Regions from separate parts of the Mus musculus genome. Here regions 2, 3, 4, 5, 6 and 7 are each linked to region 1. A link is a contact called in public Hi-C, HiChIP or PLAC-seq and promoter capture Hi-C data. All regions are on one chromosome and are shown on one strand. Each heading gives the region's core, a stretch centred on a gene start, on an enhancer-like site or on the middle of the called end of the contact. The rest is flanking DNA. Distances are from core to core; before and after follow the strand shown. Region 1 holds the start of 2410004B18Rik (RIKEN cDNA 2410004B18 gene). Region 2 holds the start of Ttll7 (tubulin tyrosine ligase-like family, member 7). Region 3 overlaps Prkacb (protein kinase, cAMP dependent, catalytic, beta). Region 4 holds the start of Clca2 (chloride channel accessory 2). Region 5 holds the start of Dnase2b (deoxyribonuclease II beta). Region 6 has its middle 24 kb from the start of Col24a1. Region 7 holds the start of Ctbs (chitobiase).

Region 1 (3,652 bases), core at 623-3,122:
ATGCTGTGCCCTTCTCCCTGTGGTCCCCTTTCTGTACCTACTCTGCAGTCTCCAGTCTCCTCTCTTACCCTTCCTTATTCTCTCTCGAGTTTAGCTTTTGTAAAAAATAAAAAATTTTTGTTACTTTAGTTTTTAGGAACCCATTGCTATTTCTTGCCAAATATTCTTTTTGTTTTCTTTTTAAGATTTATTTATTTTAAGCCAGGCAGTAGTGACACACACCTTTAAACCCAGCACTTGGGAGGCAGAGGCAGGTGGATTGCTGAGTTCGAAGCCAGCCTGGTCTACAGAGTGAGTTCCAGGACAGCCAGGACTGCACAGAGAAACCCTGTCTCGAAAAAAAATATTTATTTTATGTAGATGAGTATAATGTAGCTGTCTTCAGACACCAGAGGAGGGTATCAGATCCCATTGCAGATGGTTGTGAGCCACCATGTGGTTGCTGGGAATTGAACTCAGGACCTCTGGAAGAGCAGTCAGTGCTCTTAACCCCTGAGCCATCTCTCCAGCTCTCAAGTTTAAATTTTTAATGCTAGAGATTCTTTACCCCATCTAAGAGCCTTCTGCCAGCCCAGCATCTTGATGCTACTCTAAAGTTTCCTGGACATCCTGGGGTTTCACTTGTCCATGTACCTTCCCTATGGTTTTTCCCCAAACTCATTATATAAACAAGCACGGCCACGGGTGTCGGAGCCTTGTACATTCACCCCATTTCCACCACGCGCTGAGATTACAAATACACACCACCATGCCCAGTTTATATGGGTGCTGGTACTGGAACCCAGTACCAGGCAGCGAGCTCTGCCTCCTGAGCTGCACTGATTTGGTTCATGTTTCCGGAGGGTAACCGGAAGCTCTGAATGAGGACTCCTCTGGACCGCTCCTCGCCCATCTTCCCTTGGTTGGACTTATGCTATATTTGCTGCAGTAAACTGTAGCTATATACACGTGGTTACTCAGCTTTCAGCGGGTTCTACAATTTTGTCACATTACCAGGCTGGAGGGTGCGTGAGGGGACCCTGAATTTGCTAATGATGTCAGATCTGAGGATGATTTGGGTAACCCAGGACTTTGTACTTTGGGAACAATTGTATCTCTGTCAAGTCTAGGTACTTGGACGGAAGGAAGTTTTTCTAGAAACACTCAGACCTATTATCTCAGAAATTACAACCCAGCAATATTCCTTGATGTACTCCAGGGACGGTCACCAAAATAAATACTAGGAATATAAACCTGAACAAGGCAGTCTAGCCCGTTCCATTACCAGACTTCGTATTTTTCTGTAGAATTTAGCAGATAAGAATCAGACCAAATGGCAAGTTATTAATGACTATGTCACCTCTGACCAGGCATTTTTAACTGGGATCTAAATATTTACAATGGTACCAACTTGGGGTGGGGGGCTGTAAAATTTCACCATTGACCTCTAGTTTGTGGCAATACTCCGGTCTCATCTTCTCAAGTGCTGGGGTTAGAAGTGTGCGCCCCCACCCCCTGCTTGCTTGTTCTTACTGTTTGGTAGACAACGTCTCCTGCACTGTATTAGCTGTTAAGAAAGGACTTACATGCACCTCGCTGGCCCTCAAATTTGCCTAGGATTATAGGTATGCATGTTTGGTTTTTCTCTGCTTTAAATTACAAGCCCAGAGTGTGACTGTGGCCACTGATTTCCCTCCGGGTATCCTAAGGCTCCCGCTGCTTTTTCCCAGAGATCCTTAAGAAAAAACAAATAAATAACTTGCTTGAGGGCTGTGGAATCCCCGCCTCCAGCATCCTTCCAATCTCCGCCCATGAGTAGGAGCGCGGCTCCGCCGCTAGGGGGCGCAAATGGATAACTCGCCAGCCTGGGGGGCGGGATCAGCCGTGGCTTCCGGCTTCCGGCTTCCGGCCGAGAGAGGGTGGGAACCCGCGGCCGTCATGGCAGCCGAAGAGAAGGACCCGTTGAGCTACTTCGCGGCTTACGGGAGCAGCAGCTCCGACTCGTCGGATGAGAACAGCGAGCCGGAAGACGCGGGTCGCAAGGAGGCGGCCTCGGCTCCGACGACGGGCGGCCGCGGGAAGCAGGCGGAGAAGCGGCTGCCCGGCCCGGACGAGCTGTTCCGCAGCGTGACCCGCCCGGCCTTCCTCTACAACCCGCTCAACAAGCAGATCGACTGGGAGCGGCATGTGGTGAAAGCGCCGGAGGAGGTGAGATCCCCGGCCCCGCGGCCGCCCCGGGGCCCGACGCCCGCTTGCCCCTCCGCCCGCTCGCCCACCCCCGGCTCGCACTCAGCCCGCGCCGCGCCGCGCGTCCCCACGGCCCCGGGAGCCCGGGGGGTGTCAGCCCGGGCCCGCCCCTCCGCGCTCGGGGGTCCCAGCCGGGCGACGACTAACGGTGGTGACTCCCCGCCCCCCGCTGCAGCTTCTCCCCGAGACCCCTTCCCTTTGACGCCGAAGTGCCTGCGCTGCTGCCTCCAAGACAGCGTCTCTGCTGCAGCCTCCTGAAGGGGTCAGCCTGGCCGTAGTATCTGGGACTGCATCCTCCTTTGGTAACTAAAAGTTATTAGCTTTATTTATCCAGGGAACCCTTTGACTTTTTCACCTAACAGTGTTGTGATGTTGATGGAAAAAAAAAAGTGTCTTTTAAGCCTAAAGGATTTTAAAAAAGAAAGAAAGAGGAAAGTCAGCCAGAATGATGAGCAGGGAGGTGCATGCGCTCGTATCCATCGCGGGAACCTCGGTTCGTCACAGGGTTTCTTAATGTGCTTACTCGACAGCCTCCAAAGGAGTTCAAGATCTGGAAGTCCAACTGCGTGCCGCCCCCAGAGACCTACACTACTGAGAAGAAGCCGCCGCCGCCAGAGCTGGACATGGCGATCAAATGGTCGAATATCTATGAAGACAATGGAGACGATGCCCCACAGAACGCCAAGAAAGCCAGGCTTCTGCCTGAAGGGGAGGAGACAGTGGAATCAGGTAAGAGAGAGGAGTGTTGTTGTTTAAGATTTCAGCACTCAGAAAGAAGAAAATCCTTCCGGACAAGGTTTACAGCCTAGTGAGTTGGAAGGCTTGCCCAGAAATTGTCTTTGGATGCTAACGGTCTTTCGATCGTTCGGGTTTTTTGTTTTGTTTTGGGGGGAGACAAGGTCTATGTAACCTGAATGTTCTCGGAACTCATTATGTAGACCAGTCTCTTGAGTGAGGCCAGCCCAGCCTGTCTGTGCCTCAGTATCTCAGTGCTAGGACTGAAGGTGTGTGCCAGCAACCCACGTTTCCGCTCCGTTTGTAAGGATTCTGCCTGAAAGTAGTCTCAGAGGTCTCTGGGTATGATGCCTTATTAGAGCGGCGGGTGTGAACTCGCTCGCGGGTCCTTGTCCTGCATTTGTGACCCACTGAAGGCTTCGCTTCTGTTGAGACAGCAGTGCTTCAGCTAATCAGGGTTGCAGCGTGAAGCAGCTGTGTAGGAGCAGGCCTGGAGTGGTTTGATTTCCTTGCCTTGTTGGTAATCTCGTTTCTGTCGTGCCTAGACTGCTGCAGTAATCTCTTCCTGCAAATCTCTGTCTCCAACTGTAGCTAGTAGTGAGCTTCTACAGTTGATATCTGATTGTGTAACTGGCTTGCCCCCGAACCTCTACAAACTGAAGAGAGCTGGAGAGTTGTGTGACCCGTTCGG
Region 2 (3,652 bases), core at 800-3,299, 910 kb after region 1:
TATCTTAGAAAATGATTTTTCCCCTTTATGGCCCTACTGTATCTTTAGGTTTACAGGACATTGAAAAAGAACAGGGGCGCAGGATCTGTGACACCCTACTTTGACAACTTCCCAAGTTGTCATAAAACATTCCCTTTCTTCATTCAGAGACATATGTGCTAGGAACATCAACTTTCAAATAGGTGGCTAGAGATGACACAAGACACAGCAGGTCCCTAGGTGGCCATAGGCCATATCCCTTCTTTCTATATCTATTTCTATCTTTAGGCATCTCTTGAAATCTTTTGCTGCCACCTTTAATAGGGGAACAGTTGAGTGTGGCGAGAGCTGTACCTATCTGAGACTGAGGCCATGTGCCCTGTGTTGAAGCTGTTGGCTTCTCTAGGGAGCTGGCTCTCTGGGTTCCCCAGCAACGCTGGGCTCTAGGGATATTGGCTATGCTTATGATGACGTGCAACGTCAGTTTACCTTATCCCAATAGCACACCATACGGAAAAGCAATGTCTGTTCCTAAGTCCTGTAAATGCTGTCTTGAGCTTCAACGTTGGTAGTGACTCTCCCTCTTGCTTGAGATTGGAAGAATGGTGGTCTGACATGTACGTGTAGTGTGAGGTGTAGGCAGAGAGTAATGATAGTGTAAGACTGGCATCATGATCCTCACCCTCACGGAATGCTCCATTGAGTTTCTGACTTTGATGTCCCAGCTCTTCTGGGAAACGTCCATTTACCCCTTTCTGGTCTCCTTTTCCACACCAGGGTGACATCCATCTTAGATACCCAAATATCTCTTCTCTTTCATAAAACCCAGTTTTCACAAGGGTCAGACTCACACCCAGGTCCCAGTGATAGCTATGTTAAGGTTTACAGTGTATTTCCCCCATCCCCCACCTCCAGTGTTAAGTCCAGATGGTCAGCGTCTGTTCTACGCCAGTTAAAGCCCCATCTGAAAACCAGCAGCATTCCCACTGATCTCAATAGGAGTAGAGTAGCAAGTGAAGGCTAGAATTGAAAATACTTCCACTGTAATGTTCATGTAAGTGCTCAATTGGTGTTATTCAAGGGGCCAGTTTATTCCAGAAACAGTAACTTTAAGTTGTGAAATTTCATTTTATTTGGGATACATAAAACACCCCACCCTAGTCTTATTTTATAGGTAACTGCCAATTTTCTTCTAGATGGAGAGCTATACAGTTGGTTGTTAACCATTGTGTTCTGGAAACGTACGTGAGTCTGGCTGGGCACGAACTGTGGAAGTCAAAGAAATTTCATGCTTATGAACTTTCCCTATCCTGTGAGGTTCATCTCATGTGAGATAACGATTATTTCCGGGTTACCAAGACAGTAATCATGAACAGAAACTGACTGAACTCATGAACAAGAAAGCACAACTATTCTTGAATTTCTTCTGGACTTTATCATAGCTCTGTCCAAAGTGTCTACCCCTTCAATCTACGTTTTCCAACTTCCGTGTTGAGATTTTGTTAGCGGGCTCTAAGCTCCTCAGACATCCTGATGCAAGGGCGCTCACTTGATCTTACTTTCAGGTTGACTTTTGATACTCTATTATTATTATCTAAATATAGCTAAATAGTAATAAAAGACCAGAAGAGCCCTTTTGCGAGATCTTAGGCACTCCTGTGTGTTAAGCTGACATGTGGACTTGGGACCTGGTGGTCTGGGTCACAAGATGAAGAAGGAGGTGGCCCAGATAGATGTCAGGCCAGCTCCCCTAGCATCCCCTTAGGAGGGGATGGCACCCTGGAGCTTGCGTTGCTAGGTCCTCTGTTAAAGGCGTTCTGAACGCTCCCTGAGCGGGACCAAGAATAAGACGGGGTGAGGGGTGCCCTGGAAAGCCCAGCTCATTCTTCTGCATACCTAGATGAGAAGCCATGGGTCCAGGAGGTCCTTAGCGCTCAGGCCTAGTTGTGGGTAGAGGACCCTTCTTTTCCTTGGTTTCTTCTGCCCGTCTCCAGCCCTCTCGAGGTCCTGGTGCTTGTACCTCCATGCACGATGCGCACCCCTGGGCGCAGTGGGCAAATGGTCTGGCCCATCGGTAGCTACCACCCCCTTGGGCACGACAGCTGCTCCAGCTGCTCCTGGTCCGGTCGAGCTTCTAAGCTCTGAACCGCGGCTGCCCCGGGGGGGTGGGCGAGCTGAGGTGATCCCAAGACGACACGCGGAGTGGACCGACCGGGGAGCCGCCAGCCGCTGGCGGGGAGTGTGGGCCACCAAGAGACCGGCCACTGGATCCAGCCAGAGAGGTGCCTCAGCTGTGAGTACCTGCCCTTGCCCCCGCCCCTCTCCTCCACACCCCAGGTCGCTGCGCCCATTCCCTCCAGTGCCTGTCCTGGAGACTTGCCAGGGTGGAAGCGGCTGAGGAGGGCGGCTGCTGCCAGGCTCATGATTCAGCATCATTGGCGCCCAGTGGTTTGGGCAGAAGGAGGAGGGGACTGGTCGGGATTATTTGTGGGGTCCCACTTCAGTTTCTAGACTCTCTCTGGCAGGATGAAGTGGGCAGAACTCCCAGTCCCCCGCTGGGTTGAGCTGTCATGATATTCTGTCCCCAGCCCCAGTGTCAACCTGCTTGAGCAAAGCATGTTGTGTATTCTTGAAAGTGTGTCAGTGAGATCTCTTTTCCCACACGTCTCCTTTCTCCACTTCTCATCCCACTAGACATCCACTTTATCTGATATCAAAACATCCCCCCAAACTGAAAAATTTTTTTTATAGAATTTGTCTTATATTCAGCATTGGTTTGACGGATTCAAAAAAGAAAAGATGTATAGGAATCATGAGTAATATCATATATTAGGGGCGTGTGTGTGTGTGTGTGTGTGTGTGTGTGTGTGTGTGTGTGTGTGTGTATAATTGTATCACTTCAACTCAGAACCAGTTCTGGAAAGTGAGGAAGAGAGAGCTTAAATTACAATCTCAAGGTCACAGAACAAGAATTTGAATCCAGATCTCCCTCTCTCCAACATCCGTGGATCGTCTACTGTATCAGTCAGTGTTGGGTCCACTTATGCACTATTAGATATTAAGTATAATATTAATTTTCATAGGAGTAGTCTCAAACACTAGTGACAGCAACCTGTAAACTTTCTGCACATTGCCCTGCGACCCTGTGCAGAAAAAGTCCATTTCCTTAGCATCTAGAAAAAAAAATGTATATTTGGACAATACTCTGTCGGAGAGCTGGGCCTGAGATGCCTAACCTGCTTTTGGGTGATGCTGGATGCTCGAGCCTCGGGAGAATCAATTAGCAGCACAGTAAGCAATCTGGAAATGGCTATTTAGTTTTTGGGTAACATTCAAAGGAAGAACAGTGATCTAGCTTATGGGGTGCGAGACTGAATCACTCACAGCAGGGTGATAAATAAGCCGAGACTCAAGTGATGCTATGTGGCTTGTCACACCTTTGGGACTTGGCATAGCAGGTGACAGTTTATACGTTAAGGAGCTCAACTCTAGAGAAGGTTTGAGGTCATCTGGTAAGTGCTAGCATCCGAACAGGCACTTACTCTTAAGTGCTTGCTTCTCTTACTAAATAAAACATGTATGTGTTACAGTAGGATGGAGTCATGAACAGTGGGAAGTGCTTTTGTTAGTTGATGCTCTGCCCTCCAGAGTCAACAATCATACTGACCTTGTA
Region 3 (3,652 bases), core at 699-3,198, 850 kb after region 1:
AAGCAGTACCAGGCAGGTCACAGGCAGGCCTGCCAGGGAGACCCTGAGCAGAAAGCTCTGCCATTGAAACCCTGCAGTGACTCTCTGGAGTAATACCACCAGGGTAGACAAGCATACAGCAGGACCTACAGGACCAACCATTCAACCTTAAAATGTGCTGCTTTTAAAATCGTCAACTGTGTGTAATCAGTGATCTATTAACACGTGGAGATATCTTACAAGACAGAAAGACTAGGAGCCTGCAGTGTCTAAATGTGTCTGGCACACAGTGACCAGTAGGCAAAAAACAGATGAAAGCATTCAGTTCCCTTGACTGGCTCTCCTGAGAGAGTTCTGCTCCCTGTCATGCTGAGCACAGAGTGGTGGCGCTGTCAGCAGAGCACTGCTACATAACTGCTACATAACGAGGAAAGAAGCTGTCCTGCTTCCACGACCCTTGTCACGTCACACTAATACTGGCTGTCTATCAGCTTGTGCTCCTGTTGTATTATTTGAATTCATGAGCACATGATTACATATATGCATATTATTATATACTATAAGATTAATAAAGAATATAAGCATAACTTTTAGCACTCCAAAAGTCTAACTAAAATCACCATATACTAGAAAACATTATTGTTAATAACAGGACTCTAATTGTAAATACACTAGTAAGCATTAAGTAATTTATAGTTAATAATAGAAGTGATGGGCTGGTGAGATGGCTCAGTGGGTAAGAGCACCCGACTGCTCTTCCGAAGGTCCAGAGTTCAAATCCCAGCAACCACATGGTGGCTCACAACCATCTGTAACGAGATCTGATTCCCTCTTCTGGAGTGTCTGAAGACAGCTACAATGTACTTACATATAATAAATAAATAATTCTTAAAAAAAAAAAAAAATAGAAGTGATATTATTGGACCTTTCAAGGTTTTCTACAGTCAAAGTTTGATTTCATTCTTTTCTGTTCATTAAGTGCAAAGGTAGATTTCTGAAAACGCTCCTGCATTCATCTCTGCTGCATGGGCCTCCCCAGATAAGACTCCCATGGTGGTTCCTTGCCAAACCTAACTAAACATAGTATGTCAGCTATTATGCCTTTTAACAGACATCTAGCCAGACCTTTGTTTGATATTGCTTAAATAAAGTCCCACATTCAAACAACAACACAGGGATTCATTTAACTAAAATACATAAGATTTAAAATTATTATATCAAAAAGGTAAACTTAAACTGAGTATCTTGAAAATGCTATGTTTGATAGTTTTTTGTTGTTGGTTATAAAACTGGTTCCTTTTGTTCAAAAGACCTTGCAAAACATAGAATATTTAATTTTTAAAATATCTGTCTGTAGTAGTGTGACAGGAAGCTGTTGCTATGGTGGTGCCAGAGACTTGCTTTTTAGTTTAAAAGAACTCTGCTGGCATCTACTGCCTGACAGAAACAACTGCAGCTCCAGCTAAACTGGAATTACAAGAAACAATAGCAGTTTCTGAAGGTAAACGTGCTGTGAATGCCAAGAGATGGAACACACACACACGCACACGCACACGCACACGCACACACACACACACACACACACACACACACACACACGGTATACAGGCTTGCACACAGAAATAGCAAATATCAGCAATATATTTGCTAAATACTTTACCACATGTGAGATCTGCATTTGTGATGTTAAGGCTCCTATAGTCTTTACAAGTGAATAACAACACTGATATTATGTGATTCCCACCACCCACCTCAATGCTATTTGGGAACTCAACCAGGGGTCTCAAACATTCGAAACACAAACTACACCGACAAGATTTATTTTCAGATATTTCAAACACTGTATTTTGAGACAGGACTTTGTTATGTTGCTAAGGCTGGCCTGGAGTTTGAGATCCCTTGTCTCAGAGTCCTTGAGCACTGGGACAGCAGGACTATGGCACCATGCTCATCTGACCACGCCTACTTCAAGAAGAGGAAAAAGCCCTTAGGCTGCATGAGCTGACTCTCCAGAAGGACCTTTCAAGTCAGTTTCAGTTTTGGCTGGGGAGGGAGGTGAAAGTGGTGGTGGGCAAGATGGGCTGTTGGACCTATTGCCAAGTGTCTGAGACTCTGCCAGTGTATGCTTTCCTTCAGATGGTCGGACCTTGATACAGACCTTTAAGACTTTCAGTTTTATATCTGTATCTGTATCTTGATACAGATCTTGAAGCCTTTCAGTTTCATATCTGTATCTATGTTTGCAAACACACCGGGGCCTAGCAAAATTATGTACAGAAGTCTGAAGATTAAGGAAGACATGGGATCATATTTAGTATGTAATGCTTTCACGTGGAGGAAAAATGACACAGCCATGACCTTGTTATGTAAATATAGATTTACACAGCAAGTGAAATTCATGTAGCATAGCACAGTGACTGGCATTTACCTACACAGTCTGAATAGCTCATATTTTTAGTAAGGATTCCATTGGGTAGATTTATAACAATATACATATCCATTTACAATTAAACTTCATTTGCACCTATTAAAATTCAGGTGGCTGAATATATGTATCTACTCCTGGGTCTTAGTCTTTTATTTTATCAACTTGTGCCAAGTCCCTTCACATACCATACTGACTTGGAAGCTTCAGAATTGCCAGTCAACTTAAAATCTTACAGTGTAAATCTTCTAACTCCCATTCCATTACCTTTCTGCACTCTGTGTGTGTGTGTGTGTGTGTGTGTGTGTGTGTGTGTGTGTGTGTGTGTGTGGTTTTACTGCTGTGAACAGACACTATGACCAAGGAAATTCTTATAAGGGCTGGCTTACAGGTTCAGAGGTTCAGTCCATTATCATCAAGGAGGGAAACATGGCAGTATCCAGGCAGGCACAGTGTAGGAGGAGCTAACAATTCTATATCTTATTCTAAAGGAACAGGAAAAGACTGTCTTCCAGGGAGATAGGATGAGGGTCTTAAAGCCCACACCCACAGTTACACACCTACTCCAAGAAGGTCACACCTTCTAATAGTGCCACCCCCTGGACCAAGCATACTCATAAAGTCTGATTCCACTCCTTAGTCCCCATTGGCTTCTTCAAACACATGAGTCTGGGGGGTTATACCTAGCCAAAGTATAATAAAAAAATACATTTAGTCCAACTTCCAAAGTTCCCATAAACTACAGGAGTCTGAAAAATGTTAAAAGTCCAAAGTTTCTTCTGAGATTCATCCAATCACTTAACTGTAATCCCCAAGGCAAGACAGGAAATCCACTAGGCAAACTCCAAACTCTACATCTCCAAGTCTGATGGCAAAATGGTCTGCAGATCTCCAACTCCTTTTTCATCTTTGTTGACTGCAACAAACTTCTTTCTTGTGAGCTGGTTCCACTCCCTGTTAGCAGCTTTCCTCAGCAGATAGCCCATGGCTCTGGCATCTTGAACATCTTGGGGTCTCTAAGTCAACTTGAACTTCACAGCTTCTTGTTCCAGTGTCTAGGATCCACACATGATCCTCCAAAAGGCTTGGGGTCACATCTCCAGCTCTGCTCTCTGTAGTACTCTAGGCTCTGGTTGACTTCACTGCTTCTGTTGTTCTTGGTGGTCATCCCATGGTACTGGCATCTCCAATCTGCTGGGGTCTTCCGCTGCAACTAAGCTTCACCAATAGCCTCTCATAGACTCTCTC
Region 4 (3,652 bases), core at 494-2,993, 840 kb before region 1:
TCTGTTCACGACACGATGAAAATGGAGATCACTAGAGTTGGATTCTTCAGGTCCCTGCTCGCCCTTACCAGGGTAAAATGGACTCTTGTTCCTCCACTAAAAACTGAGCCAGGAACGTGTGTAATACAGAAGAGAGATCCCAAGAGAAGCAGAATCAGCAATGGCATCTGACTTAATGTGTGGCTGAATAAGTCACACCTATTTATTATGTTTCTGTTTTTCTTTCTTGCCTTTCTCATGAATGAAGGTCTATGAGATAATGCCCATGGGCTTTGTCAGTAATGCTCTTTACAGTATAGCATGTCACTATGCCAGTATCAAGGACAGAGTATATTTGGAAAGTTTCTCACCCTCAAGTTGAATTAAACTCTTTTAATAGAATCCTAAGTCCTTACCTTGTCATAGGATTCTTGTCTTACTCTACTGTAATTATGATCCGTCCAAGTGGCAGGTACTAAAATCTGTACATTTCTGAAAAACACCCTCCTCTTGGTCGCATTGAACAGGTAAAAGGAAGCTTCGGTTATCATTTCCTATAACCAAACAGAAGGGAAGCCATCAGATATAAACAAACAGAGGGGAAGCCATCAGATGTAAACAGAGGGGAAGCTGTCAGACGGAAAATCCTTGTTTTCCTGATGCCACAGAAACAACGGTGAAAATCAGGTAAACAGGATTTGAATGAACCTGCAAAAACACAGGAACAAATGTTTTTGGAAAAGATATTGAATGGCTACCTGAAAGAGATTTTAGCACACTGATTACATGTTAGGGCTTGCGCTCATGATCTCCCCAAGTTTCGGAACACCGCTTTAAGTCACACCTCTTGAGCACGTTCAGGCCTGTGCCTTTTAAAAACATTATTTTCACTTTAGGCGATCCCATAGAATAGGATAGTAGGTGACGATTCTCCCTTGCCGTGCCACAATGGACATCAGCAATCTTAGAGAACGTGGGAGAGCGGAGAGAATTTTTCTCTGTGGCAGCCTGCATTGACATTCTCCCTTGAGAACTGCCAGCTTTGAAATGGGATGCCCCAGGATGGCTTTAAGATGCTCCCCCCGCCCCCGTCACTCAAACATCTGACTGGCTTTCTTTTCCACAGTCCACTTTTACTTCTCTAAGCTGCTCTCCAGAGAACGGTCACATAGGAAAACAACAACTGAACCCCAAAGGCAACGGATGCTAACTAATAGAAAGATGGACGAAGGCTCTGTGAGTGCAGGCTACCCATATATATCGATGTGATGTAGCCAGCATGCCCTTAACCATGTTGTTACCACTGTCCTTAGGAAATGCTCTCTGTACTGCTCCAGTTCAAACCTGGTGGGGTTAGCTTCGGAAAGATGGCAACAGGTCTGAATTAATCAGTCGATCAATTGACTATCGGCTATTGATGGCATAATTGCCACTCACCTTAATGTTTGTAATCAGCTTCAGATCCTCGGGTACCCGGGGATTGATGGCAACAAGCAATCCATCATAGCCATTCTCTTTCAGCTTCAATCCAGCTCCCAGGAACAGAAGTTCTGGACTTAGGGTGAACAGAAGGGTCACAAGTTTCAGCCCGATGACAGGTCCTGTGCTGTCCCTGTGGGTCATCTTGCAGTGAAACCTCTGGTTTATTCACGGGGAGCCTGCTGGGTACCTTGAGTCAGCTGATCAATGTGGAAGCAGCTGGCTTCTTTCGGAACTTAGAAGGTCTTACAATACATGATGAGGAGTTGCCTTCTTTGAAAACCCTGGGGTGGATCTATCTGGGACCTGTCTCTACAAGTTCCTCTCCAAGGCAATAGTACTCACCTGGTTTGTGGCTAAGCTTCCTCCTGCATCACAGCTGGTCAGGAAGCCATCCAGCCTTTCCTGGCTTTGTCTCTTCTCAAGGGAAAAGGGAAGTGAAGCAGGAAGGATTTTCAGAGGTAGAGGCCTGGCTGCAAGGCCATCAGAACAATGAAGTCAGTCAGTCCACCACGGGGCACACAGCACCGACAGTAATTTTCCTTCCTGAGTCTTGGGCAACCTCCTCCATCAGTACTGTTTCCCTCGCTTACTCAGGACACTGCACTGGTTGTGAGATTCCCTTGTTTGTCTTGAAGATTTGTAAATTATGCTGTATGCCTGTCCCTAGAGCCCCGGGTCAGGCAGTCTGGGCGAGCTCTGAGTTGATGGCTGGGTTTAGGAGATCAGATATCTCCCAAGGGAGGGACAAGTGTGAGGAACTTGGATGCTGTGTAGGCCATGGGATCTTTCCCCTGGCCGCCTTGACCTTTTTTTTTTTTTTTCCTGATGCCAAGGAGAAAAAATGAACTTCTTTCTAAGCAGGGATCCCCTGAGGATAAGGGCTTGATTCAGTCAACCTGTATCTCCTGCACCACTGCAGGCCTAAGAAGCAGGCTTCACGAATATTTTGTGACATCGGATAACTACACAACACTGTGGAATTTGCAGATGAACCCTTTTAAATGTAGTCATGATTTTTACTCCTGCTTTTCAATTCTGACAATTCCAGTGGAGGAAGGCATGGGAACTCTTATTGGCTGGTGGGCTGTGCTACTCCTAGCTCCTTCGTGACTGTGGTGGGTGAATAAGACAGGTCCCATATAGACTCGTGCATCAGAATACTTGGTCTCAAACGGTGGCACTGTTTAGGGAAGCTTAGGAGGTACAGCCTCGATGGAGAAAATACTTTCACTGGAGGAAGGCTCTGAGAGTTTAGAGCTTTGTGCCAATTCCAGTTCACTCTGCCTACCTCGAGGCTGTGGTTGAGGAATGGCTTCCTGTCCCAGCAGACAGGCCGGCTGCTTGCTGCCATGCCTTCATATTTTAATGGATTTTTGTACCTCTGGGACCAGAAGCCAAATGAACGCTTTCTTTCTGAAGTTGCCTTAGCCATAGTGTTTTATAATAACAACAGAAAAGTGACTGATACCGTGTCAAAGCTATGGCTCAGGAAAGCTAAAATAAACTTTTTAAAGTTATAGTCATAGCACAGTGCTAAAAAGAGCAACGGGCCTCAATTCCCACTATTTATCACTGTATTGTTACTTCTCTTAGCTATCATATTAGACTTAGGAACTGTCTTTCTCACGAGTGTGTCCAACCTGTGGCCTGTGGAACCACGTAGATGGCAACATCTTGTGTTAATGTCAAAAGGGTGGACCTGCTGACGTGCTTCACACACACTGACAGATATGGTAAAGCTTTTCTAAAACTAAGGGAAGGCTTTATTTATTGAATTAAATTTCACAGAGAACATGTCTGGAGACCTTTAGTCACTTGTCCATTCTGCCCAGCTGTGACCCCTTTATGAGGGCAGCTAGGGAGGAGGTGATGTCAGGCTAAGAAAAAACCTGTCACTGTTCTCAATGTGGAGGTCACACTAAGTCTATGTAGTTCTCTAATGGCCATCTTCAGGGTAGGTTCAATGTCATTCTTCCTTCCCTAAAAGCTTTGGGTTTCTGACTTTGCCTTTGCACATTATCAGAATAGCATACAGTCTTTAACTAGTATTTACCATGCACACATTGTGCTTACTGTAATAGTTATTATTTTGTTCTTGTGATAGAATGACTGACGTAATCATAAAAGAGGAGGAGGAAATATCTATTTTAGCTTGTGGGCATCCAAGGGTTGGGGTTCATATTTGCTTGAC
Region 5 (3,652 bases), core at 479-2,978, 680 kb after region 1:
TATGGAATAAATGCTAAGTCATTTTCATTTTTAAAAGTCAAGTCTCTAACATGTAGCTATGCTGTATTTTCAGTACAGCTTCAGCCATGTTAGCCATGTTTCAATGTTGGCTAACGGCAGATGGCTGGAGGCCACCATATTGGTCAGCATAGCTCCCAATCCATGTTTACAGATGTTTGGAAACTTAGTACATTCTCAGTCCCATTCTTCAACCCCCTTTCAAAGACTAGAAATGACTGGATATCCACCTGAGGAGAGCTGATGAGAATCAAATCCACCTATGGAAAGTTCTGGTGTCATTCACTGACGCTCTATCCACTGAGCAAGCAGACTTTGCTACCACAAAAGATGGTAGGTGAGGAGAGGCACAGAAATCTCCCTAATCTCAGAGAACCTATGGTAGATTTCATAATTGGACACAGATCTCGAACAAAGTTATTGCAACATGATGGGTTAGAGACCACAATGGAGGGATTAAGAGGCATCATAACAGAACAGAGATGATCCAAAACGCAACTCTTCCCAGGGTAGCTGTAATTATTGCTTAGCTTGACAATAGAAAAACAGAGGTCTGTAATTGTCAAGTGAGTGAGTGAGTGAGTGTGTGTGTGTGTATGAGTGTATTTGTGTGTGTGTGTGTGTGTGTGTGTGTGTGTGTGTGAGAGAGAGAGAGAGAGAGAGAGAGAGAGAGAGAGAGAGAGAGAGGATGTATAAATCTGTAAGATCTTCATCAGACACTCATTTTGAATGTTTGTTTCTCAGCTGCTCACTATGTTGGGCATCTCTGGCATGTTTCAGGGTTGGGAGCTAGCTGGCAGAAGGGGTTGACTAACTCTTGGTTCTGATCCTGCTCTCCAGTTCCTAGTCTGCTTCCCTACGCACGAATTTGCCTCATGTTCCCTCCACCACAGGCTTCTCTGCTATGCTCTCCCTACCATCATGGGTGGAAATCCCACAAAACACTGAGCCCAAATAAAGCTTTCCTCCCTTAAGCTGTGGATATGCTCTGTTCAAGTTGTGACCAAAGTGTGGAGAACAGGCTGGAAAGGCAGAGAGGAGTGAGTGAGATACCGGGGGATTTGCTGCAGAGATGAAGGGAGGGATGAACAAGGTGAGAGAGGTAGAGATGCACAGACTGGCAGCTTGTTGGAGATACTTTGTGCAGCCTTTGAGATGTGTAATCAGCACACGAGGGGTTGAAGAGAGCTGGAAGGTGAAGGGGAAGGACTTGGCGGGAGGAGGACTGGGAGCTAGAGAGAATATACATGTGAGTAAAGTTTGGAAGCTAAAGATGGCGAATTTTGAAATGTGGATGGAGATAGGCTTGGGGATCATCAACAAATGAACAATAAGTGAATGAAGCTCCAGGGATGGAAAAGGAAGGGGAACTATTTCCATAAAACAGGAATAACATATAAAATCTATTGGCCAGGCTCTGCAAAGAGACAAAACTGATAGAATAAATATGTATATTTCAGAAGGTAATGTAGTAGATTGGCTTACATGATATAGTCCTGGTGGTCCAACAATTGAAGCCTGTAGTTAGTCGCCTAGTCTGTAAGGTTGGATGTCTCAGCAGTCCAACCTGGCTCGGAAGGCCTGGAGCATTCCTGCTGGTCTTCAGTCTGTGTTGGAAGCCCCTAGAGCATGCTTCTGATGCCAGAGGAGAATGTGTCACTTACAGGATGGCTGCACTTGTCCGCAGAGTAAAGGCAAGCAGGCAAAAAGCAGACGCTTCCATCTTCGATGCCCTTTTATCTGGGCTGCCTCCAGGATGCACTGCCCATAATTAGGGTGTGTCTTCCTGCTTCAAATAATCTGATCAAGAAAGTCTCTCACAGGAATGCTTAGGGGCTTGGGTTGTAGTTGTGTCCAGATCCAGTCTAGTTGATAACCAAGACAGTCATCATGTGGCAGGAGAAAAGGGAAGATAAAGCGATAAGGCCCTGGGGAACATTCTTTTTTTTTTTTTAAATATTTTTATTAGGTTTTTTCCTCATTTACATTTCCAATGGTATCCCAAAAGCCCCCTATACCCCCCCCACTTCCCTACCCACCTACTCCCACTTTTTGGCCCTGGCATTCCCCTGTACTGGGGCATATAAAGTTTGTAAGTCCAAAGGGCCTCTCTTTCCAGTGATGGCTGACTAGCCCATCTTTTGATACATATGCAGCTAGAGTCCAGAGCTCCAGGGTACTGGTTAGTTCATAATGTTGTTCCACCTATAGGGTTGCAGATCCCTTTAGCTCCTTGGGTACTTTCTCTAGCTCCTCCATTGGGGGCCCTGTGATCCATCCAATAGCTGACTGTGAGCATCCACTTCTGTGTTTGCTAGGCCCCGGCATAGTCTCACAAGAGACAGTTATATCAGGGTCCTTTCAGCAAAATCTTTAGTTCAAGACCTCGGCAGAAGACTGGTCAGAGAGACAGAAGAAGGAGATATCTAGAAAAAGTGTTATCAGGGAAATAGAAGAAAAATATGTTTTTATTGGGACAGCAAGAAGCAAAGAGACCCATATGTGATGGCTCAGCACAAGGACATCTTCCTATAAACCTAGTTCGGGGGAGCAGGAGTAAGAGGTGATATATATCAGTTGTGGGAAGTTAGATAGAATCCTAGGCCACCTTACCTTGCTACTTCTTATTTTGGGGTTCACCTTGATCATAAATTGCCATGGGCAAGTAGGAGGTGTAAAGACACTGAAGAAAAAAAGAGGGCAAGACCCCTGAGACACAAGTACCAGGTCATAGATGGCCCATAGCATTTCCCCTGGGGAGGTTCCCACAGTCACACCTGACTGCAGGAGGCCACAAAATGTTGCCTCACTGAGTGTCCAAGCAGAAGTGGAAGTTGATTTGCTATCTGCCACAGAAGATTAAGAAATCTTGGTTAAAAGAGGGCTAGGGAGGAACTCCAGAGTTGGCAGACACCCTTGGTGATTTCCACCAAGATATTTTCAGGCAGGGGAGTGGATGCGGACAGACGTTACAGTGGTTAAGTCCAGGACACTGCTGATGATCAAAGAAAACAGAGCTCTCTTCCTGCCTGCCTGCCAGGAGGTAGCATTTACCTGAGGTCTCATCACTAGGCCGGCACTGCTGAGCAGAAAGATCAGCCCCACAGCAGCTCAAGCCTTTTGTCTCTGCAGATGGCTGCAAAGCTTCTGGGTACACACAGACCTGTGGCAGCTGCCCAGGAGTTCCAGTCAACTGATCTGAAGCTCAGGCCACTCTGATAGCCTGCAGGGCTGGCAGGGAAGGGGTAAGAGTATTGATGTGTAGTGAGTGAATTCAGGTTCCCATGTGCACTGGATGCAAAAGTGTGTGTACACAGGGCTCTGCATGTGAAACCATTTCTACTCGGCCCCTCTTTTGAGAGTACAGGCGTTCATTCTCTTTGTGGCAAAGTCTAATTCCTAATTTGCTTATTATCTAAGTGCTAAACTGGAAGGAATTGATATGATTTTGTGATATCATCATCTTCATAAGCAATGGAGATTGGAGAGATGACTCAGTGGGCCAGAGCTCCAGCCGTGAAGACACTGAGGACTTGGGTTTGGACCCATTGCATGGATGCTTGTGCACGAAACCTCAATACTTTGAGGAAAAGACATTTTGATCCCAAGAGCTTTCTGGTCTACCAGTCTAGTA
Region 6 (3,652 bases), core at 603-3,102, 670 kb before region 1:
ATGAAATTTAGGGTGACCCAATCCTGTGTCCCCAGCTCTGGTCACTCATCTTTGGCTCCAGAGTAAGCTGTCTCTTCTTTCCTTTGAGATGAGAACTGTATTTTGGCACCGAGTCTCACAGCACAAAGAATATTGAGTGTGGTGAGTGCAGAACAAAGTTCTAATGTTTGTGGAGACTTCACTGCCTTTTCACACGTAGGCTTGCTTGATGTTTGCTATGCCTATGTTGTTATAGGTATTATCATATATACCTATGTTATTATTTCACTCCACTTCAGAGAAGGAAAGGGAGGGCCAGGTATTTCCCTGTCTAGAGAGGAAAACTAAGACCAGAATCTAGATCACCATTACATACAGAAGCAAAAACAAACACAGAAACAAACACAAACACACAGAGAGAATGGTGACTGAGAGTAGAGTAGCCCTGTGTGTGGATTCCTCAGGAAAGCGTGCAGCTGTGTGTTCTGCATGTCATGGTGGGACCTTTTATCTTTTCATACTTGGTATCTGAGAACAAGAGATGTAATAAGGCAAAATTCTCCCAGGAACATGCTGGAATGTCATGGAAACAAAAAGGATCCTATATCCAGGGACTTTTCTAGAGATCCCCAACTCAGAACAAACAACAAACAAGTAGATATGCTGGGTTTTGGTTTCAAGAACCTTTGGTCTGCCCCCTGCTTTAGAAGCGCCTGTATGGTATGAGGAAGGTCCTATTCGTTTTGTCATTAGTTCTAATGAGTCACACTCATCAAAGTGCTATTCTTACTCTTCTTGTTTTTAATAGTCGTCAAAGATAAAGCAGGATTTGTGGCTGGTATTTTTTACACCAGAGTATTTGGTTGCCTTGGTATCACACGCAATGAATACATATAGTGACCTCAGGTAATAATGAAGAAGTTTCCACATGCCAGAAAAGGGAAAAAAAAACAACTTTTTTTTTTCTGAAACCAGAGCACCTTTAGTGTATTTTCTAGGCCATAATAATGGCAGTTGCTAACAGATATGGAAGGCCTTTAGTCTTCTTGGTGGAAAAAAATTTTACATGAATTTTCAGGTCCTCAAAAGTTCTTGGGAGATGTTCCAGCTGGTAGCTCAGGGAAGCAAGGCTCACTTCCTGTGAAGAAACAGACTAAATATTCCAGCCTTCTCTGTAGCATCCACCACAACTACTTGGCTATGTGGTTATCATGCAAAAATCTTTGTAGACATTGTATTCCAATAAAGCTTTTTATTAAAATGTGCGTGGGTTGCATTTGGCTCAAACAAAGCGCTTTGCCAAATCCTGGTCTAGAGCAGAAGTTTAATAAGTGTGACCCCTAGATAGACTAGTAGCCTCACTAGGGACCTTACTACCAATGCTTATCTGGCATTCCCACCCCACAACAGAATCCACATACAAGGGCGCTGTTTCTGGTGTGTATGTGTGTGTGTGTGCATATGTGTTTTAATATTTTGTTATGTGAGAGCCTACACCACAGACATGGACAGTGCAATCCAAGAACAGCTTGCAGGAGCTCTCCTTTCTCTTTGCACCATATGGATCTCAGGAGTCCATTCAGGTTGTCTGGATCAACAGCAAGTGCCTTTACTTTCTGAGCCATCATCCTGCTGGCCTTGTTTCTGTTTTCATTTTTAGTCATTTTTTTTTGAGATTATAATACAATTCTGTCATTTCCCCCTTCCTTTCCCCCCTCTCCAAACTCTTTAGTATACCCTGTCCTTGTGCATGTGTTTCTAAATACAGAAATACTGCTCATTTCATAATGTTGCTTATACGTGTGCTCTCAGCGCTGAGCATTTGGTATTGCGTAACAGTTGGTATGGCATCCTCTGTTTCTGTTTAAACAAGGCCTGTAGATGATGTCTGACTCACGCCTGGGAACTGTTGATCTAATAAGACAGAACCGAAGTTCACTGAGTATCTGCTCTGAATCAGCTGCGTCTAGTACCTTTTCTCATCGAATTATTAAAACTCTTTCAACTTGATGTTTTCCTTGTTTCACAACTGGGGCCACTAAATCTCAGAGGGGTTAAATGACCTGTCAAGGACAAAACTCCTGTAGGCCATGGAGATGTGTTTTAAACCTTGGCTGCCTGACTCTAGAACATACATCAGCTAAAGTATGCCACAAAGAGTCTTGGATGTCCATTTATCTTCCTCCCCAGCTGCTGGCTTTTCAGTGGGAGGAATTAAGGACTGGGTAGATTGGACAGATTTGCTTCAGACCCCTAATTCTTTCTCTTAATGCAGTGATTTCCCCTATGCACCACAGCAGAACTGCAAAGTCAACAGAAACTTTCCAGGGTTGGGGCAGAAAATGATCCTAGCCAAATAGGCCCTTCACAGCACTGTCTGGCCCATTGGACATCTCCCCATCAAGAAATAAACTAATTCCACAACGGTTGAGGCAGGTCCTGGATTGTCCCCGTTACTGAACCAGAGCTCACATCTGAGCACACCGCAGTCACTTCACCCAGCCTTCCCCAGTTCCAGGAAACAAAGGCAGTCAGGTGATCTTAAGTGTGTTTTAACAATTCAACCTGGAGTGCCAAAAGACATTTGCTGAACTTCTATTAATACAATTACTGTCTACTTTGTATATATTAGCTTCCAAAATGTTTTTAAAAACAAGCCAGGTTAGACCTATCCTATTATCCAAGGGAGAGAAATAAAAGGTAAAATTATTGTAACTGAATTTGTAAAAGTACTATACAATTATCTGAGCTCTATAACTTACAAGCTCTCTCTTCTCCCCTGTTCTAAGTGCCCCAATCCTAGATGCCCTGCTACTTGATAGGTTTAATGTGTGTTCATAATTTTGAGGCACACCTCCTGTGCCTTTCCCTCCTAAGTAGAAATAGAATCCCCCAAGAACACTGTGTGCTTTCTGTTGTAAAAGCTTGTGTTTATATTTCGATTTTACTTCCAAATGAGATGTGTTTCTGTAAAATGCAAGTAAAATTAACTCCAGAAATGTGAACAAAAACAATGAAATAAGAGTGGATTTAACACTTCATAATTTGACATTTGGAAGCACAATGCAAGGTCAATTCCACTAGGCTGCCTCTTCATCCCTTACTTCCGGTGTTTTCCCACTTCTAAGTCCCACCCAGAGACCCATAAAAGCATTATTCTCTTCCATGCAATAGTTTCATGCACAATGTTCAAAAAACGTAGTCTCCTGGAGAGGATTATCCAGAAGTTCCACTGTGTTCAAATGTAACTCATGCCCCTCCCCATCATCATGTCGCTGAGACAGAGCCCCACTCGAGAAACGCCTCTCATTCTTCCACGTTTTAGAAACATTGCCCTCCTCCAACAAAGCTTCAGTGGGAACTGAAGTGTCACAATCCTGCTTAAAACCATGCTACAAATCCAACTAAGGTTATTTGTAAAGGCTTCTTTTGCAATGAACTCAAAAAAAAAAAAAAAGATGAAAAAAATAGCCCCCTTCTTCATAAGTTTTGTTAGTGTCCTAGCAATGCCTTAACGGAATGCTTAAACTCTGTCACTTGAAACAGCAGAAGAACATTCCCGTGTAATTCTGGCGAGGAAACATCTGAAAGCACGTTTCTGGCAGGGCCATATTCTCTGTGCCAGCCATGGGAAAAATCCCTCCTTGTCTTATCCTCGATTCTGGTGGTTTTC
Region 7 (3,652 bases), core at 358-2,857, 510 kb after region 1:
TTACACGGCTCCTACTCTGATTGGACAGTGAGGGTTCAGTCCAGATCAGAGCCTGAGAGGAAAAGTAGCCGAGCAAAAGTCCTTCACCACCACGTTCATCAAGCCTTTAAAGGAGGGACCCTGATAGTGTTAACCGTCAGCCTGATGTTGGGCATGCCTATCTACAATCAAGTTAATTGTGGTGGGGAGACTCTGTCTGCCACTCTGGCTGCACCATTTTCTGAGGTCGTTTCAAGACTGCATTATGAAGAGGAAGGCCAGCTCAACATCTGCATGCATGCCTGCATCCTGTTTTCTGACTGTGACCGGCTGCTTCAAGACCCTGTTGCCGTGACCTCTTTGCCATAGTAGACTGTACCTTGAACTGTGAGCCAGGAAAAAAAGCTATCTTAGTTACTTCTTAATCACAGCCACAGGAAGAGAAACGAAGACAAGAAAGCAAACCTGGTTTCCAGCCTTTCCAGTCTGCCAGGATTAGAAATATATTAATTTGTTCCCGAGTATCCTTTGCTTTCCGCTCTTCTGAGAGAGCTCAGAGAGATCCTTGCTTTGACAACATTTTGGTTCTGGGAAAAGAATTTACATCATTTAAATTTTTATTGGTGTTTAGGGAGTGTACAATAAATTTAAACTCATATGCTATAATGGGTGTTTTAATTGTCATTATGAGTTTAATGACATTCAATTTCCTTTATAGCCATAAAGAGAATTTTTATTCCTGTTGCTACTTAAACAGAAGAATTCCCCAAAGAAAATGCCCAAATCTTCAAAGTGCGTTCTCCTTCCAGCATTCAGTACACGCTGAGCAGAGCAATCCAGGTCACACCCCCAGGACCTGATGACCCTGTTAGAGCCCCCTTCCCTATTCTCATAGCCAAAGGAAAGGCTTTTCTTGAGGTCATATCTCTCAAGCAAAATCACCGCACAGAGTTTATCTTTAAATTCTCTTTATTTAATGCTGGAAAATCACAATACACACTTAACCAAACATCTGGTAAATTGACAATAATATCACCCGTCCATTTTACATTTTAAAAAATACCCTGTGTAGAGACTTGGAAAAGAATGGTCTCAAACCGATTGAAGTTTAAAAAAAGAAAACAGGAGCTCTTGGAGTTTTACAGTGAACGTACTATTTACTACAAGCCAAGCACTGTGCTGAGCTATATTGGCAGGGGTGGGGTGCGGGGAGCAACGCCAAGCAAGAGATTCAAAATCAATTGTAAGATGAATGAGCAGAAAACGTTCAGACCACACAATCATGAAATGGTGTAGAGTGATGTAGAGTGATGGAGAGAATAAAAGTGGTAGAGTTACCTGCGAGTTACCCGGGTCAAGACTGTTTACCTAGCCCTTCCTAGCACTGGAGTGTAAGGAAGACCCCTGTCACATCTTACATTTACTCATAGGTAGTGCCCCCAGCAGCCGGGGTGGGATCCCAGTCAATTGGCTGCAAGTCCCACTTCTCCACAAAGTCCAGCATCAGCCCCGCCTTCTAGGGCCCACCTACCAAGCAGCAGGCTGGGTCGCTCTCCGTTTAGCATCAGGCCACGCCCCTCAGCAGAGACTCCGCCCCGCCTGCCCATAGGACATCAGGGCCCGCCCTTCAAGAGGCGTCATTCCCGCAGCCTCCACCCCAGGCATGGCGCTGTGTGGCCTCCCGGAATTCACTCTGCTGCTGCTGCCGCTGTTGGCACGGCTCTCGGCCGGGGACTGCCCGTGCTCCGAGGCTGCTCTCTGCCAACCGATCCGCCACCGTCCCGACTTCGAGGTCAGCACTCATTTGCCCGTCGGTCTGATACTCAAGGCTGTAGAAGTTGTGCGCTCACTGAGTAGCCTTAACCACCAGAGTCTTCCTCTTTTTAGATTTCCTTCAGAGGTTGGGCAACTTCCCAGGCCGCAGACTGTGTAATGCTCCTGCCTCATCAGATTCCCGAGGCCAGCTCCTCCCGCTAACCGCTCAGCCACCTGCGGGGAGGGTAGGAGAACCGGTTCTCGGTTTCCAAGGCAATGCACATTTAGTAGGAAAGTGTCCACCTCCAAAAGTACATCCGAAAGCAGGATGTTCTGCTAACCTTTGTACTTGGTACGGATTAGTTCTTTCGTTTATGGACAGTCACCCACCCAGGAAAGCGGCAAAAACAGCTATTTGAGTCCATTTTTCTTTAACCCAGCAGAATGGCGTATAAAGCTTACGGACTTACCACGAAGCATTGGTAAAATCGCGTGACCGAAGTTGATGACAGTGGCTGGACCTGGGGGTCAGCGATGTCAGGGGGTCCAGTCTCAAAAAATTTGTACAAAGAAGGAACAGTTGATGGGTCTTAAACTTATATTTGGTTTTGAGACATAGATATTTAAATGCTTGTGTTTGCATACATTGTTTAGAAAAATAGTGACAGTATTTTTGTAGACTGCCTACTGTGGAAACTGGACATTTTTTAAAAAGAAAAATTTAGGTGCATTAACGTTTCTTTGAGCAAGGGTCACTAGTAGCACTCAGATCATTAAGATCAGAAATTAAAGTTTTGGGAGAGAAAGAATTAGCTGTTTGGCAATGGATAGCTGTTACTTTTAGTTTCTGGTCCGGTGGATCTTTCCTACTGTGGTAGTTTGAATGGGAATGGCCCTCATGGAGTCATGTGTTTACATGCTTGTCCCATAGGAAGTGACACATTAACAGGTGTGGCCTTGTTGGAGGAAGTGTGTCACTGTGGGGATGGGCTTTGAGGTCTCCCATGCTCAAGCTCGGTCTAGAGTGGCTCAGTCTTTGCCCTGCTGCTTAGAACTCTGAGCTCCCTCGCCAGCATCACGGCTGCCTGGATGCTGCCATGATGATAAGGATTAAACCTCGGAACTGTAAGCCAACTCCAATGAAATGTTTTCCTTTATAAGTTTTGCAGTCATGGTGCTAATTCACAGCCAAAGAAGCCCTAAGACACCTGCTTAGAGATTAGCTGACTGGTTCTGATTGGCTAACTAGGAACTCAAGGGACTTGCTCAGCTGTTTCAGCCTAAAGCCCCTCCCCTCAATTAAGTGGTTTTATAACAATCTGATTTATTGCGGCACTCAACACTTAGTGGGTGATATAGTATTTGTGAGAATTTGTCATTACATGCTAAGAAAATTATACTCATCCATAAACTCGTAGTAAATGAGGCCTCACTAGCCTTTTGCTTCTTGAAATGAGAAGAGTGTAGATTATAAGAGTCTCCTTCCCCACTACATATATTTGTGTGGCAGAATTACAGGGGACTGACCTATGCTTTGAGAATGAACCCGTTTGTACTGGCAAATTTTATGCCAATTTGACACAAGCTAGAGTCACCAGGGAGGAGGAATCAATTAAGAAAATGCCCCCATCCAATCTGGCCATAGGTTAGCCTATAGGACATCTCCTGAATTAGTGATTGGTGGAGGAGGACCCAGCCTATTATGGGTGGTGCCTTTCCTGAACAGGCAGTCCTGGGTTCCATGGCGGTAAGGAGACTTTTTCCCTGACCTCTGCATCAGCTCCTGCCTCCAGGTTCCCACCCTGTTTGAGTTCCTTTGACGATGAACAGTGTGATATGGAAATATAAGCCGAATAAACCCTTTCCTCCCCAAGTTGCTTTGGTCAGTGTTTCATCACAGTTAATAGTCACTAAGATA

The links. Promoter capture Hi-C pulls out the DNA fragments that hold promoters and counts their contacts. Hi-C and Micro-C count contacts between places; a contact is called where the count stands out from the background. HiChIP or PLAC-seq counts read pairs in DNA pulled down with a chosen protein or histone mark. Capture Hi-C pulls out chosen DNA fragments and counts their contacts.
Region 2: a contact with region 1 is called in a promoter capture Hi-C map of the HPC-7 cell line, with 5 times the contacts expected there. The contact joins the promoter of Ttll7 here to the promoter of 2410004B18Rik in region 1. A contact is called at or near these places in 6 of 39 promoter capture datasets (the 3T3-L1 cell line, the HPC-7 cell line, cranial neural crest and 2 more).
Region 3: a contact with region 1 is called in an H3K4me3 HiChIP or PLAC-seq map of bone marrow-derived macrophages, with 4 times the contacts expected there. The contact joins the enhancer-like site here to the promoter of 2410004B18Rik in region 1. A contact is called at or near these places in 4 of 39 promoter capture datasets (the C10 cell line, the HPC-7 cell line, hematopoietic stem and progenitor cells and 1 more), 3 of 484 Hi-C or Micro-C datasets (the G1E-ER4 cell line, cerebral cortex and cortical neurons), 3 of 115 datasets of contacts at active chromatin or transcription factors (bone marrow-derived macrophages, large pre-B cells and memory CD8 T cells) and 2 of 9 other capture datasets (liver and macrophages).
Region 4: a promoter capture Hi-C map of adipose tissue shows a contact between it and region 1. The contact joins the promoter of Clca2 here to the promoter of 2410004B18Rik in region 1. A contact is called at or near these places in 1 of 115 datasets of contacts at active chromatin or transcription factors (pancreatic cancer cells) and 1 of 9 other capture datasets (adipose tissue).
Region 5: a contact with region 1 is called in an H3K27ac HiChIP or PLAC-seq map of microglia, with 4 times the contacts expected there. The contact joins the promoter of Dnase2b here to the promoter of 2410004B18Rik in region 1. A contact is called at or near these places in 1 of 39 promoter capture datasets (hippocampal neurons) and 2 of 115 datasets of contacts at active chromatin or transcription factors (bone marrow-derived macrophages and microglia).
Region 6: a FOXA1 HiChIP or PLAC-seq map of pancreatic cancer cells shows a contact between it and region 1. The contact joins the enhancer-like site here to the promoter of 2410004B18Rik in region 1. A contact is called at or near these places in 3 of 39 promoter capture datasets (the 3T3-L1 cell line and hippocampal neurons) and 2 of 115 datasets of contacts at active chromatin or transcription factors (bone marrow-derived macrophages and pancreatic cancer cells).
Region 7: a contact with region 1 is called in a Hi-C map of CD8 T cells, with 2.4 times the contacts expected there. The contact joins the promoter of Ctbs here to the promoter of 2410004B18Rik in region 1. A contact is called at or near these places in 10 of 39 promoter capture datasets (the 3T3-L1 cell line, 3T3-L1-derived adipocytes, the C10 cell line and 6 more), 4 of 484 Hi-C or Micro-C datasets (CD8 T cells, cerebral cortex, hematopoietic stem and progenitor cells and 1 more), 5 of 115 datasets of contacts at active chromatin or transcription factors (astrocytes, bone marrow-derived macrophages, effector CD8 T cells and 2 more) and 1 of 9 other capture datasets (liver).

The regions. Positions count from the first base shown.
Region 1 is chr3:145,936,142-145,939,793 of GRCm38.p6, forward strand. It overlaps 2410004B18Rik (RIKEN cDNA 2410004B18 gene), which reads left to right and starts at 1,873. Exons shown (of 3, transcript NM_025555.5): 1 at 1,873-2,187; 2 at 2,757-2,955. The coding sequence starts at 1,918.
Region 2 is chr3:146,850,318-146,853,969 of GRCm38.p6, forward strand. It overlaps Ttll7 (tubulin tyrosine ligase-like family, member 7), which reads left to right and starts at 2,050. Exons shown (of 21, transcript NM_001357217.1): 1 at 2,050-2,272.
Region 3 is chr3:146,782,448-146,786,099 of GRCm38.p6, forward strand. All of the region lies in intron 1 of Prkacb (protein kinase, cAMP dependent, catalytic, beta), which reads right to left. Among named protein-coding and RNA genes, the nearest start is that of Prkacb, 29 kb to the right of the region's middle. Within about 2 kb of position 1,949, at least 37 of the 459 cell types and tissues checked have an H3K27ac peak or open chromatin away from gene starts, as enhancers often do. A contact at or near this core is called in the G1E-ER4 cell line and bone marrow-derived macrophages, where this site is marked.
Region 4 is chr3:145,097,363-145,101,014 of GRCm38.p6, forward strand. Clca2 (chloride channel accessory 2) reads right to left here and starts at 1,744. Exons shown (of 14, transcript NM_178697.5): 1 at 1,417-1,744; 2 at 396-533. The coding sequence starts at 1,602.
Region 5 is chr3:146,613,870-146,617,521 of GRCm38.p6, forward strand. It overlaps Dnase2b (deoxyribonuclease II beta), which reads right to left and starts at 1,729. Exons shown (of 7, transcript NM_019957.4): 1 at 1,504-1,729. All of the region lies in intron 4 of Uox (urate oxidase), which reads left to right.
Region 6 is chr3:145,266,424-145,270,075 of GRCm38.p6, forward strand. No RefSeq gene overlaps it. Among named protein-coding and RNA genes, the nearest start is that of Col24a1, 24 kb to the right of the region's middle. Within about 2 kb of position 1,853, at least 35 of the 459 cell types and tissues checked have an H3K27ac peak or open chromatin away from gene starts, as enhancers often do. A contact at or near this core is called in pancreatic cancer cells, where this site is marked.
Region 7 is chr3:146,448,860-146,452,511 of GRCm38.p6, forward strand. Ctbs (chitobiase) reads left to right here and starts at 1,608. Exons shown (of 7, transcript NM_001293672.1): 1 at 1,608-1,771. The coding sequence starts at 1,643.